Regions from separate parts of the Sus scrofa genome. Here region 2 is linked to region 1. The links are chromatin contacts, called in public HiChIP or PLAC-seq maps. All regions are on one chromosome and are shown on one strand. Each heading gives the region's core, a stretch centred on a gene start, on an enhancer-like site or on the middle of the called end of the contact. The rest is flanking DNA. Distances are from core to core; before and after follow the strand shown. Region 1 overlaps ANKRD63 (ankyrin repeat domain-containing protein 63). Region 2 has its middle 28 kb from the start of BMF.

Evidence for each region. HiChIP or PLAC-seq counts read pairs in DNA pulled down with a chosen protein or histone mark.
Region 2: an H3K27ac HiChIP or PLAC-seq map of alveolar macrophages shows a contact between it and region 1. The contact joins two enhancer-like sites. A contact is called at or near these places in 1 of 47 Hi-C or Micro-C datasets (embryonic fibroblasts) and 1 of 2 datasets of contacts at active chromatin or transcription factors (alveolar macrophages).

Annotation. Positions count from the first base shown.
Region 1 is chr1:131,034,324-131,040,891 of Sscrofa11.1, reverse strand. It overlaps ANKRD63 (ankyrin repeat domain-containing protein 63), which reads right to left. Exons shown (of 1, transcript XM_021097815.1): 1 at 544-6,568. The coding sequence ends at 5,486. It overlaps PAK6 (serine/threonine-protein kinase PAK 6), which reads left to right. Exons shown (of 11, transcript XM_021097802.1): 11 at 19-1,579. The coding sequence ends at 186. Among named protein-coding and RNA genes, the nearest start is that of ANKRD63, 5.0 kb to the right of the region's middle. Within about 2 kb of position 2,896, at least 15 of the 83 cell types and tissues checked have an H3K27ac peak or open chromatin away from gene starts, as enhancers often do. A contact at or near this core is called in alveolar macrophages, where this site is marked.
Region 2 is chr1:131,203,000-131,209,567 of Sscrofa11.1, reverse strand. No RefSeq gene overlaps it. Among named protein-coding and RNA genes, the nearest start is that of BMF, 28 kb to the right of the region's middle. Within about 2 kb of position 3,642, at least 56 of the 83 cell types and tissues checked have an H3K27ac peak or open chromatin away from gene starts, as enhancers often do. A contact at or near this core is called in alveolar macrophages, where this site is marked.

The DNA.
Region 1 (6,568 bases), core at 1,647-4,146:
ACTGCCTTGCCTCCACAGGTCTCCCCTGTGCTGCGAGACTTCCTAGAACGGATGCTGGTGCGGGACCCCCAGGAGAGAGCCACAGCCCAGGAGCTCCTGGACCACCCCTTCCTGCTGCAGACAGGACTGCCTGAGTGCCTGGTGCCCCTGATCCAGCTCTACCGCAAGCAGACCTCCACCTGCTGAGCCCACCCTCGGAGTGCACCTGCCACCTGTGCCCACAGGCAGCGGACACCAGGCCACCAGATTGCCAACAGGGCCTGCCTGCCTGCCTCATTCTCTCAGTATTCTCTCCAAAGATTGAATGTGAAGCCCCACCCCCCCCCACCACCCCTCAGCCCACTGGGCCAGGCCGGACCTGCCCCTCGGTCACTCTCCCTCCCAAGAGTCCCCAGTTGCCTTTGGCATGATGGAGACCCCTTCCACAGGATGACCCTTTGTTATTTGCACAGGGATATTTCTACGAAACATGGAGACCAGCGATTCTGGCCTCTGTAGCCAACACAGCAGAAAAGGCTGCTGCAATTTTTATAAAGGTAGTTGTACGTGAACATCCCAGGTCACCCAAGAGGCAGACTGCCTGTCTTCACCAGGATGCTTGCTCTTCTCAATTCCAGTTCCAGACCCTGGGGTGTTAGGGCCACAGGAAAGGTGTTTATTGCCCGAGTCCGTCTTCCTCCCTTGTGTCTGACCTTCTGAAGGCACAGTCCAACCTGCACCTGCTTCCAACCCACCTGTGCTGACAACATTCTCCCTGCACAGCCCATGCCCAACTGTGAACAGCCTGCCTGCTCAGGGCCATGAGGGGGGGCATTTTCTGGGTGAAAGAGGAAGAAGGCAGCTGGTGGTAAAGGTGGTCTCACTTTACAGGATGTGTGTACGTGTGTGCGTGCGTGTGGGTGTACACACGTGTCAGAAGGTCACCCACAGCTGGCTTCCCTCCTCTCTCCCACTAAGTTCTGAAGGGACCTGCTTCCTTGGCCTGGCTTCCCGCCTCTTACATCCCAAGTTTCTACCTGACCAGTAAAGAGGTCTGTGTTGAAGCTTGGCAGTTTTCTGAGTTTCTCCTGTCCTGTGACCAGAATGGTGAGGGAACAAACTCTGTTTTACCTGAGGGCTTCATCTCAATAATCAGGTCATCAGGGACCCGATCTTTTGTGTGTGTGTATGTGTGCATGTGTGTGTGCTCAGGGGACCTGTTCTTTTCAAAATCCTGTTCTGGGGGGTGCACCAGCTCCCGGGGTTCCATCATGTCACCAGAATGGGTACCCCATCTGTGCAAACCACCTACCCCCAGCTGCCTCCTCTGACACCTGTCTCCTTGTCCTCCCCTCCCCTACCTTCAGGGCTGTTGTGAGACAAGGAATCCCAGGGAAGAATCCAGGTGTCTGGACCCTGTCTAGATAATATTTTTAGATTCCTCTGCTCCCTAGTGGTCTGCTTTGGGGCAAACAAACAAAAATTGTGATGACTTTTTTTTAAGGGGTCAGAGTTTTAAAAACAAAAGCATCTACCGTAGAAACTTTTGTGAAGTTTGTTTGCACTTGTGCCCGTTTTAAATTAAACTGAGTGTTCAAAACCCGTGGCCTTCCTGCTGTCTCTGGGAGTGAAGCCAGGCTGTCTTCCAACTGGCCATGCTGTAGTGGGTGTCCAGGGTGCCCCCCCCATGTGAGCTCCCCAGTGGTCACTCTGATCCACAGAAAATCCAACTCCCTAGAGACACGTGAGCCTGAAATGAGGGCAGAGGAGGGAAACAGGAAGTGAAAGGCCGTTGGGAGAGCAAGGGCTGAGAAACAGACAGGCCTCCTTCTCAGGGGAGAAGAACCCAGCCTCGAAAGTCAGGGCACCTCAGGGGCTGGGAGGGAGCCAGCAGGGCTGATGACCACTTTCTTCAGCAGCATCTCCCTTCCCCCATTTGCTTCTCACCCCCTGGAAAGTCAAGAGGCTGCTCTCCCCAAGCTGTTCATTAGGAAGTAGCCTGGAACTGCTTGGAGTGAGAAAACAATCTCTGTTTCAGTTCTCAGAATGGAGGAAGACCGGGAGAAGTACAACCAGAAACCAAGAAACCTGGGTCTTTAACCTTCTAGCTCTTGACACTGATTCCAGCACTTCCTTCCTAAGGTCTCATCCTACCCCTTCTCTGCCCTGATTCACTGAAACTTCTTACCCAGGAGCAGGGAGTCCTGCTGAGCTTCTTCTGCTCCCCACTGCATGCCCACCTAGACAGCCGCCTAGGTCCGAGGGCCCCAGTCCCACCCGCTCAGCGGGAAGTAGCCCTGAGTCTTACCTGCAGGAGGCAGCAGCGGAGGGCGGGGCAGTGTTGGAGGCTGAGGAAGCAGGCTCACCCTTCCACCTCTCCAACGGGAGCCCGGAGTCAGGCGTGGTTAGCAAGACAAAGAGAGGCCAGTTCTTGCAACTGAATAACACTGGATTTATTAACTATTCTTTTGAGTTCTAACAGTCCTTCCACCAAAAGCGTGCGCGTATGTCATTTAGCCTCACACACAGAACAGTTCTGAGCTTGAACCAAGAGTACCAGTGCCAGTGGCACAGGTGTCTTCACAACAACGAAAGCAACAAGAGTTAGAAAAGCAAAATATTCAGAAAAGTCTCTGCTAAAATGGAGCGAGCTTGAGAGGCCCCTCAGCCTCAGTGCTCCAGGGCTGACAATGAGAGGAAGTTCAGCTGAGTGAAATGTGGTGAAATGTTTTAACTTCTGAACAGAGCTGGACCTGGTAAGAAATCTGCAAGAACAGCAAGGCAAGTCAAACACACAATTCAGTTCAGACAGGAAAGATCTGCTGTGGTTTTTTAGAAATATCACTTTCAACCACCAAACCCTTGGCGACTCCACAGAGAGGAGACTTCGTGGTTCTTTACCCAATAAAAAAGGCCCAAGGTGAGTTCAAAGACCTGTGTTAGTGACACGTGAAACATGACTGACAGCACCTTCAACATAACTGCAACCAAGACCTCGTGGTATTTTGAAGCCAAAACATTCATATTCTTACACCATTAAAAACTTCATGAAAATCAAACAGTTGGATAAGGATAAGTGAGCAAGCAAAGATCAGAAAAAAGGAGTTTGCTCTTGGGGTGTCCAATTATCCTCCACCCCACCCCAGATCCTCTCCTCTGGCTTTTCAGGTGCTTCAGTATCATCCCACCACCACCCAGACAGTGGGACAGAGAAGAGGCAGATATCTGGGCAGAAAAGAGTAGGGAAAGGGCAGAGCACCCCAGAAACAAAGCAAATCTTATCAGAAGAAAACAGTGCATAATCAGTAGGTTCCAAGGTTCAGAAGTCATAAGGGATGGGTTGGAAGCTCCAGTTTCTCAGAAGACATCAGGAGCTCTCCAAACCGAGCCTTAACTGGGAAGATCTTGGGAGTCCTAAGTGAAGGGTCTGGGCTCCTGCTACTCCAAATGCGAGTTTTTTGTTCATTGTCTCTCACTTCACTGCTGTGAAATGACTTCAAGTATCCGGATTTAATATACTACAAGAAGAAGTGAATTCCATGGGTAAATACACACGTAGGGAGAAGTACATGGCGGTGATTCCAAAAAACCCCAGAAGTCAGACTCCGTGCCAGAGTGCAGCGAGGAAAGCGCACCGTTGCCACCAGAGGGCACCAGAGATCACGTCCACTGTCCGGGCCCTCGCGCCCTTGTGGCCTCTGGAGGGGGTTAGAAGCATAGACAACGTATCTGACACCTACACAAGGCCCGCCCCTGATCACCCAATCCTCACCCCAGGCCTAATTTCTCATCATAGATCATTCTTGCTCTGGGTAGTTCCCTTGGAGTTACTGGTGAGAAACTTCCGTTTTGCGAAGACGAATAGACCGACGTTTTAAAAAGACCCCATTGCAGGCAGGTGAGGGGCTGCACGATCAACCTTCGGGGTTCATTAAAAACAAAAACGAAACTTCCCCTCGAGCCGCCACCGGGCAGGCTGTATATACGGGCGCATAGATACACGTGCAGGCACTGCCACAGGGTTCTGGGGCACGCGATTCGCTAGACACCGCCCCACCTCCCCCCCACCCGCCCTCGACCCTTCTCGCTAGGCGGACACAAAGAGGAGTCGGGGGCGAAGACAGAGGGGACAAAATACCAGGCCCGAAAAAGGCCGTTAACCATCTCTCCGCGGTGGCCTCTGACTCACTAATCTGCCCAGTACTGAAGCAGGGCCGGGCCAGCGTCCCACGCGTTGGGCAAAGGCAGGGGTCCTTGGTTTCGACCTCTAGCATCCATCATCCGCCCTGCCCTCCATTAACGGCTCAGCGAGAAGCAGGAACCGTTTAACAGCCCCCTTCCAGCAACCGCCGGAGTTTGATGTAATTTAAACTCGGACCTGCGGCTCGTGTGGGCTTCAGACTCCCGCGCGCCGCCCGTTTAACGTGGCAAACACTTCAGTCAATTATCCCCCTCGCGGAGCTTCTATTTAAAGAGACGTTGTCAGGTTCTTAAGCCTCGGATCAGACCCGCTGCTTTCTGCTTCATATACAAAGACTCAAAACACAAGTTCTTTGAGGATTGGAAGAAATACAATTAAAGCCCTTGCAACCATTCTACCCTGCGGGAGCACCCACGTGCAGGACGGGGGAGCTGGGAGGGGGTGGGGGCGGGGGAAGTGCTAAATCTTTTCCATTTCAGGCTTCAGAGAGTGAGAGGAAATAGGCTCTAGAGCCCAGAGCTGCGCTGGGCTGGATAATGGTTGGCAGGAGGCAATGACCCCACATGGTCAATGAAGTTGAATCTAGGGTCTGCCTTGGGCTGAGGCAGAGTAAGCTGGAATTACCCAGAAGCTGGTTCAAGGGACAACTGACCTTCCTACCACCCCAAAAATGTTCTTTAAGGTCTTGAGGCAGTTTTTCCCCAGAAAAAAAATCTAACCTCCAGATTCTTTCTCTTCTGTGGAGAGAGGCTCCGGGGCCTGTCTCCTGGCTCCCCTTCTCCAATACCTAAGGGGAAGGGAGACTTAAGTCCTGTGGGTACTATAGTCAGCATCACTGGGGTGGAGGGTGGGCTGGGAGAGGCTAGGCCTTTGTTCTACAGGTCAACTCTCCTGCCCGCCTGGCTGACAAAGGTGTAGAAAAACCTGGCAAGGGCAAGGGGAAGGAAACTCCCCTTCCCAAACCGGAAGCACTCAGGTCGGAGCATTAGGGCTGAGGGAAGTAGGCCCGGCTTGGGAGGCTGTAGCGGATGGAACCAGTCTTCTATTCCCTGCTTCCATGACATGAAGGGCCGGCCTTTAAAGAAGGTGAGAGACTTGGTCAGGGAATACCAATAAGCACAAAAAGGAAATAAGATGGGGGTCCCTTTGAGAGAGAGAGCAGATGGTGGTCTCGCCTTGGTTGGAGGACAGGTTCTAGGATCAGGGGGTGGGAAACTGCCCCGAAAGTAAGAGACCTGGAAAAAAGAAATCCCAGTGGAGCAGAGACGGGAAGGTGAGGGGAGCGCGTTTGGGCCTCAAGGCTGTTTACCGCTGAGCGTGCAGCACCACGGCCTCTGTGCCTGCCTGCCAGGTCTGAGGCCCAGGCTCTGACTGGGGCAGAGAGTTGGGCTCTAATTCCGAGCTGCCCTCGGGCCCAGGTGCCTCTCCGACCAAGCTGGGGATGTCTGGTGCTGTGGAGCGTCGGCGCAAACCCAAGCGGCCAGAGCCGGGGCCGCCCTCCGGGTGGGGGCTAAGGCCGATGGGGGCTTGCACTAAGGCTGGGGGCGCTCCCTCCAGCACCTCCTGCGAACGCCACCGCCCAGCCCCCGAAGACTGGGGCGAGTGTGGTCGGGCCATCAGGGCTCCCGCCCGCAGTCGAGCTGCCTCCTCCTCGGTCACGGCACCCAACGCCAGGCTCATGCTCCGGCCTAGCTCCGGCCGCTCGCTGCCCTGTGCCCGGTGCCGGCCGAAGCCCTTTCCCCCTGAGCCAGCCTCACCGCCGTGGCCATGGCCGTGGCCGCCCGCCGCTCGCGCAAAGCGCGCCAGGAGAGGCCGCGGTAGGCGGCGGGGGCTGGGTCGTCGGCGCTCAGGGCTGGGCGCGGGAGCCGGACGGCCAGGGGGGCTGTCGGAGTTGGAGCCCCGGGCTGCAGCGGCGGCGGCCGCGCGGCCCCAGGGCCCGGTGAGGGCCTGCACACAGGTCCCATGACCGCGGGCGGCGGCCAGCTGCAGCGCCGTGAGGCCCGCCCGGTTGGTGCGGTCCAGGCGTAGGCCGAGGCGGCGGAAAGAGCGCACCAGGAACTCGAGCACCGCCCCGTGGCCGCACGCTGCCGCCCACATCACCGGGCTGTTGCCCGCGGAGTCAGCCGCCTCGGGGTCGCCGCTGAACTGCACCAGCAGTTGCACGGCGTCCAGGTGGCCGCGCTCGCACGCCAGGCTGAGCGCCGTGCGGCCGCGCTCGTCCCGCAGGTTCACGGCCGCACCCTGCTCCAGAAGTAGTCGCACAAAGCGCGCGCGCAGCGCGGGGTCTGGCAAGCCCACCGCCACCATGAGCGGCGTGCGGCCCTGCTCCGCACGGCAGTCGATGATGCTGCGGTCCAGCGCATCCAGCACAAAGCGAGCTAGGTGCAC
Region 2 (6,568 bases), core at 2,393-4,892, 170 kb before region 1:
CTAATTATTAAAACGGGTCAACAAGACCTGGGGGTAGAAGCACCATGCCTGCTGTTCCCATGCCAGATAAAACCATTCATCTCAGGAGAGCCTGCCAGGCCCAAGGACGGGTTCAGGGCTCCAAGTCTACTCTTCCAGATCAGCACGGAAAATAGCCAGATGCCAACTGGGCCCTGTCCCCATATCTGGGGACAGGACTAAATAAGTAGGACTGTGAGCAGGCCAGGAGACGACGTGAACAGTAGGCCCAGAGGCAGCAGGAACACCCTCTGAAAATCTAAATCCCCAAAGGGTAGAGGGAACTGGTTTCCAGAGAGGCTCCAAAGGATAAGCCTTGTAGAGAAGGACTCACATATCAGGGGAATAGCTGTTGAGGCTCTGGAGAAAGAGAGAGGCACCGTGGGGCAGGAGAAGGTCACAGGCACAAATGAGGGGGACTCACTGAAAGTTACTTCTTACCCCCTAAAAGGGCAGATGAGTAAGCCTGGTCATTTCCTCTCAGCAAATCTGTCTAGCAGAAGGGGTAAGAGGTACACAGGGCAGGAAAATCACACCATTGAAATCAAAGTGATTCACCTTGAGCCAAGTGAGAAGAGGAAGGGAATGGAGTATGTGGTGAAGTTTTAACCACCTTCATCAATTGTGTGGCCCAGTAGTTCCTGGGACTCTCCTCCCAGGATTCATGCCAATGGACTTGGAGTACTCTCCATGGCCAGAAGTAGTTAGCTGTGCACAGACAGTGTGCCCTTTCACAGCATGCAGGTGATGGCAGGAAGTGCCCACCCAGCCAGGGACCCTATCCCCCAGTTTGAACCACTTGCTTAAGTGTGCTACCACGTGACTAGTGCTCACTGATGGAAAATGAACAGACATGGTGTGTGTCATGGCCAAGCTGATGTGGCTGAGAAGACATCTTCACCCTCTCTTTCCCTATCTGCAGTGGCTTTTGCAGGTACATGCTGCAGTTAGCAGAGTGACAGGCTAGAAGGAGCCTGGATCCCTGAATCACCCACCAAATGCCCACATTAGACAGCTGTGTGAGTGAGAAATAAGCTTTTGTGTGTTAAGCCTTTGAGTTTGGGGGGGGAGCTATATAATATAGCAGTTGGCGTTTCTGATATCTCCAACCCAGATGTTGTACTTACAGGAATGTTTCCTAAAGGAATCATCAGAGATGCAAAGATTTAGAGAGCCTAAGAATGATGAGCAAAACCTTAAATGGTCTTAATCACAGGGCACACTGCATAGGGCTCTGAAATGTGGGAATGGGAAGTGGGCAGCCTAGGAGAGAAAGATAGACTGGGCAACTGCTCAGGAGTACAAACACAAATGGTTGTGATGGGAATAAGGAAGAACAGCAGTTGAGAAGAAGAGAACTGATCACAAGGTTGGTGATTAACAAGTGTGTAAACCCAACATTTTGGAAGAGGTTGGTGAACAGATCCCAGCATGGTTATACTTTGTTAACTCTGATCAAGGGTAATCAGCATTTTTTCCTAAGAAATCCTTTGACATATGATGAACTGGCCAAGGTCTCTTTTATTTTTTATATCTAGATTTCTCCAGCCCAAGGACCCTCGCATTAGTGTTTTCATGAATTTGAAATCTTTTCTTTCCTTTTCGTCGGTGATCCTACTCACCATCCTCTCTGGCCCCAGGCAGTGACGGTAGTATTGGTAGAGTAAGTACTAGTACTGAAATTATGTCTCAAATATAAAATATTAGTTATGTCTAGTATATGAAATGTACTATATTTGTATCTAATGTATACTTTCAAATTACTTTTGACAAATGTTTTCACTATTTTGCTGAATCATAATCTCTATTTCAAAAGGTATCTTCCAGACTGGAGACACTCATATATACTCATACACATATACAGTTGATTTTCAGAGTTCTGTCACTTCATTTTTTTGAAATAGTAAACTCAAATGTAAGCAGAAAATCAAAGAAAAAAAAAAAAAAAAGAAAAGGAAAAATTATTCCCCCTTGGTAGCTGTGTTAGTCAGGATAGGCTAGTGTATGCTGCAGTAATAAAATCACTCTGAGATTCCCATGGACACAAAAAGTCATCTTTCTTTCCCGAGCTATGTGTTCATCCCACGTTGGCCAGGGACTCTGCTCCACATAGTCCTCAGGGACCCAGGGTAACAAAGGTTACAGCATGTGTGGCTGCACTCCCTGGAATGAGAGGCTGCCTCAACCAGTGGAAGAAGGGGAAGAAAGTTAAAAAAAAAATAAAGGCTCATGGGTATTTTCTGCCCCAGCCTGAAGATGACACAGCATTTCTGCTTTTACGTCACTGCTCAGAAGTTGTTACATGGCCCCCCTAATATGCAGGACTAAATACAGTGTTTAGTGAGCTCCAGTGTCTTTGCCATAATTACTATGTCTTCTCTCATTCTGTCTGCCATTTCCTCTCTGGAACTGCCTGTGTTTTCTTATCTTTACATATGGATGATAGTCTAACTTTCTGAGATTGCATGAGGACAGGGATAGCAAACATGTGCCGTCACTTCCTCCTCCCATGCCCAGCAGACCGTGTTTATAGATCGTGGCAGTCTTTTCTGCTACGTTTGTCTAGATGTAGTATCCAAATCCTTCCCAACACAGGTGGCTGCTAATTTCTCTGTATCATCACTAGGAATGAAACTTACTTGCCATTCCCTATGGAATTTCACTGACCCCTAGGACGCAGAATTGATTTCCTTGGCCCCATCTCCACTCCTTTCTTTGGGGATGGACATGAGACCAATAGGCACTGGATCAATTCTGTTATCGCTACTGTTTACAAGTACCTAATCTGAGGCCTCCGATGTTACCAGCAATTTCAGGCTCTGGTATTTTCCCTTCCACTTCTACCACTTTGATCAGGGTAAGAACAATCAAAGGAAACTTGACTTCCTTCACAGCTAACATGGGCTAACACAAAGACTGAAAGAAAAGAAATCTTTAGGGAAAAACAGAAATGCAAGTCCTTTTGACCCAGAACTCTGAAATGGATCAGTACAGACCTCCTTTCCAGAAGAAACTCCTCTTAGACTTTCACAAATCACTCCCTTAAACCAAGGAAGGGAATCTTTCTTTCCTGATATCAGTGACATGGAGCAAAGAGAAAAATCTTTCATTAAAAAAAATAATAATAAATTTTAAACAGCCCTTTCCTTAAGAGATAAATAAAATTAGGATCTCAATAAGAAAATTCAGAATGTGCTTCCCTTTCGGCCATTAAATCTCTGCTCACCATTCTCTGTTTCTTGCAAGCTTTATCCTGAGTCTTTGCTTTCTCTGGTAAGTGACACTTTAGAAAATAGAGAAGTTGGGGGCAGGCTGCTGGCTTCCTTAAGGGTTTTTTTTTTCCCCCTCTAAGTAGCTTCCCAAAACTTCTTAAAGTCCTTGTGTTATACAAAGTGAAGATTTGTTCTTTTACACCAATAGTGGAGAAGTGTCTCCGGACAGAAGTTTTCGCTACTGCTGCTGTTTGGAATTGGCTCAGCAGACGTAAACAGGGTCATCCAGGGCCAAAGAGGGTGGGTGTTTAGTTTTAAAGCTCTGGGGTTAAGAGTGAAAGCATGTGACTCCAGCCTGGCCAGAAACAGAGAAGCCTTTGTGTGCTGGGAGCTAGCGATTGGCAGTCCTGAGGCTAAACACAGGGGGAGCGGGAAGGAGAGCGCTGACACAGGTTTCAAGGGGCTGATAGGATACCACTGGAGGGAGCTTAACTCTTTGTGTCAGACTCCTGGGCTTCCACGGGGAGAGCTTCTGTTTGTGGCTCACGGCAGAACAAAGAACTTAAAAAACAAAACAAAACAAAACAAAAAACATCTAAATAGCGCTTCCTTGGCTTGCAAAGGAACTCAGGTATTCCCGTAGCCAGTGTTGAGAAGAGGCAAGCTGAAGCAACTGGAAGCAAGAGCAATGTCCAAGGGGCAAGTTTTTGTTAGGTTATATGATAGAACTTCCTACTAGTCCTAACATCTAAACACCGCAGGCTGTTCCTGTGCTCCCCACAACTTCTCCCGCTTTCTGAACGGCTGGGATGAACAGAGGAGACAACACTGCAGCCTGGCCCACATCTCCCCATCATTGCCCCTCTTACTTCTCCTCCAGAGGGTTGGCACTGCCTGTGGGAAGGTGGTGGGCTGAGTCAGCAGGCTGTGCCTTAAGGCGCTGGCAGCCCACGGCAGCATCATTCACCCAGGTGCTGGGGGACCCATGTTTGCTTGATGAGCATGGGCTCTGCTCACGGCCAGCACTGAGTGAGGCAGGTGGCCCTCAGCCTGGACCACCATCCTACCCTACTCATAGCCCACCTGCCCCAGTGCCAGCATACCCTTTCCACGACCCCACCTCTGCCCAGAAATTGCTGTATTCAATCTGACTCAAGTGAGCATGTTTCCTGAAAGTCTGCAAAAATCTGACTTCCAGACTTTCGCCAGGAAGGAAAAGGAAACAAGATTAATTTTGCCACTTACAGCCTAAACCCATGGGACTTCTTGGGTGGGGTTCAGAAATAGATATGGCAGAGGATGGTGTATTTCGAGGAACATCACAACAGTACTCATCCCATTCCTCCCATTGTTACTCATCACACCTACCTTCCACAAAAGTTTCTGAGCATCTTGCAAGTGTCGGTTCTTTGCTGGACAGTGGGGATATAGCAGTGAATGAGACAGACCAGTTTCTGCCACCAGGAGTCTGTCCAGAAAGGCACAAAGCCATGCACACACTAATCAAGGAAATGCTGATGGTTGCACCAGGTAAAAAGTGGCTTCCAGTGGTGAGAAGTGGTCCTGGCAGTATGGCATTCATTCTTACAGGTGAATTTCAGTTTCCCCAGGTGATGAAATGTCAATGTCTCTTCTCTATATGTCAGGGGCGTAATAACCAAAATTATGTGTATGGCAACAGCAACAGCATATTGAGGCAGTACGGAGACTTACTGCTCTGGCAAAAGGCTCGTTGACCCCAGGTTTGATCTACCAGACTCAGGGCTGATCTACCAGATTGTGCTCACTGTTTAAAATAGTACCCATCCCAAATATTCTAAATTTGGGTTGTGATGATGATTGGTACACTATAAATATAATAAAATTCATTGGAAAAAAAAAAAAGAGTACCCATCCCACTTGAGAGAGAGAGAGTGTGTGTGTATGTGTGTGTGCGTGTATGTGTACAGGACCAGTGACATTTGTTTCTGGTGCTCAAAGGCACTGGGCAAATGTAATGATGTGTAAGAAACGAGGTTGCTACTGGGCACTGAACCCTCTCTACTTCAAAGATAGGATCACTGAGCAGAACCCTGGGCTCACTCAGGTGAAAAGCAAGAACCTTTTATCAGGGGGCTCAGAGTTCCCAGACCTTGCCCTTATCAGCTTCTGGGTCTCCCACAGCCACAGGCCGTGGTCTCCTTCACCTTCAGGGTCAGATTTCTCTGCAATAGTTCCTTCAGCATGCTCCTCTGAGACACCTTCATGAGAAACCCCTTTCATTCCTGAGTTTAAAGGAAGGCACCCAGACTCACTGCCCTCTTTTTCAAGCTGGATAAGACAGAAGGGCTACAAAGACAACCCTTGCCTGGGCTGAGGGCCCTGAAAAGACCAGACTGCTGTCACAGCTTCAGATCCCCCTGTGTGCTGATGGAGAAGTGGGCAGCTCTGAAATCAAAAAAGCAGTGGAGTGAGTTCCTTTGTGGCTCAATGGGTTAAGGATCCAGTGTTGTCCCTGAGCTACTCAAGTCACTGATGTGGCTTGGGTTCAATCCCTGGCCCAGGAACTTCTACATGACATGCAGGTGTGGCCAAAAACAAAGAAAAAATTTTTTAAAGAAAAAGCAGTAAATACAGTGCCTCTCAAGACTGCACCACCCTCCTTGAGGGCAGACACAAGGGTGAAGTGTCTGGGAGGGAGGGTCACTGCTCATGGTCTAAGTGAAAGCAGGGGCAGAGGAGTACCCGTTATGGCTCAGTGGGTTAAGAACCTGACCAGTATCCATGAAGATTCAGGTTCAATCCCTGGCCTCGCTCAGTGGGTTAAGGATCTGGCATTGCTATGAGCTGTGGTGTAGCTCACAGATGCGCCCGGGATCCCACATTGCTGTGGCTGCGGCGTAGGCTGGCAGCTGCAGTTCTGATTTGACCCCCAACCTGGGAACTTCCATAGGCCATGGGTGCGGCCCTAAAAATTAAAAAAAAAAAAAAAAGCAGAGGCAGAATGAGGCAAGAGCTTGCTTTGGTTTCTAAGTCTCTGCAGTACTCTCTTTTTTTTGTGGGGGGGGGTGGTTGTGAGGGTTTTGTGGTTTTTTTTCTTTTTTCCTTAGAGTCCTTAAACCTAGAGACCACGTGACAGATAAAGAGAACCAATAAACTGCCTGAAGTCTTATATAAAAATTCAAGTCTATGTATTCTCTGCCCAAGGACCAAAGATGTGAAGTCACTTCCCTGCCTAAAGTCATTCAGCCAGTTAGTGACAGAGTCAGCTTAAAAACCCAGTCTCCTTAATCCCAGTCAGGTGGGGTTTCCACTGCTTCATAGCAACTGACTTTCTTTTAGGACGTGATGCTGAGGAC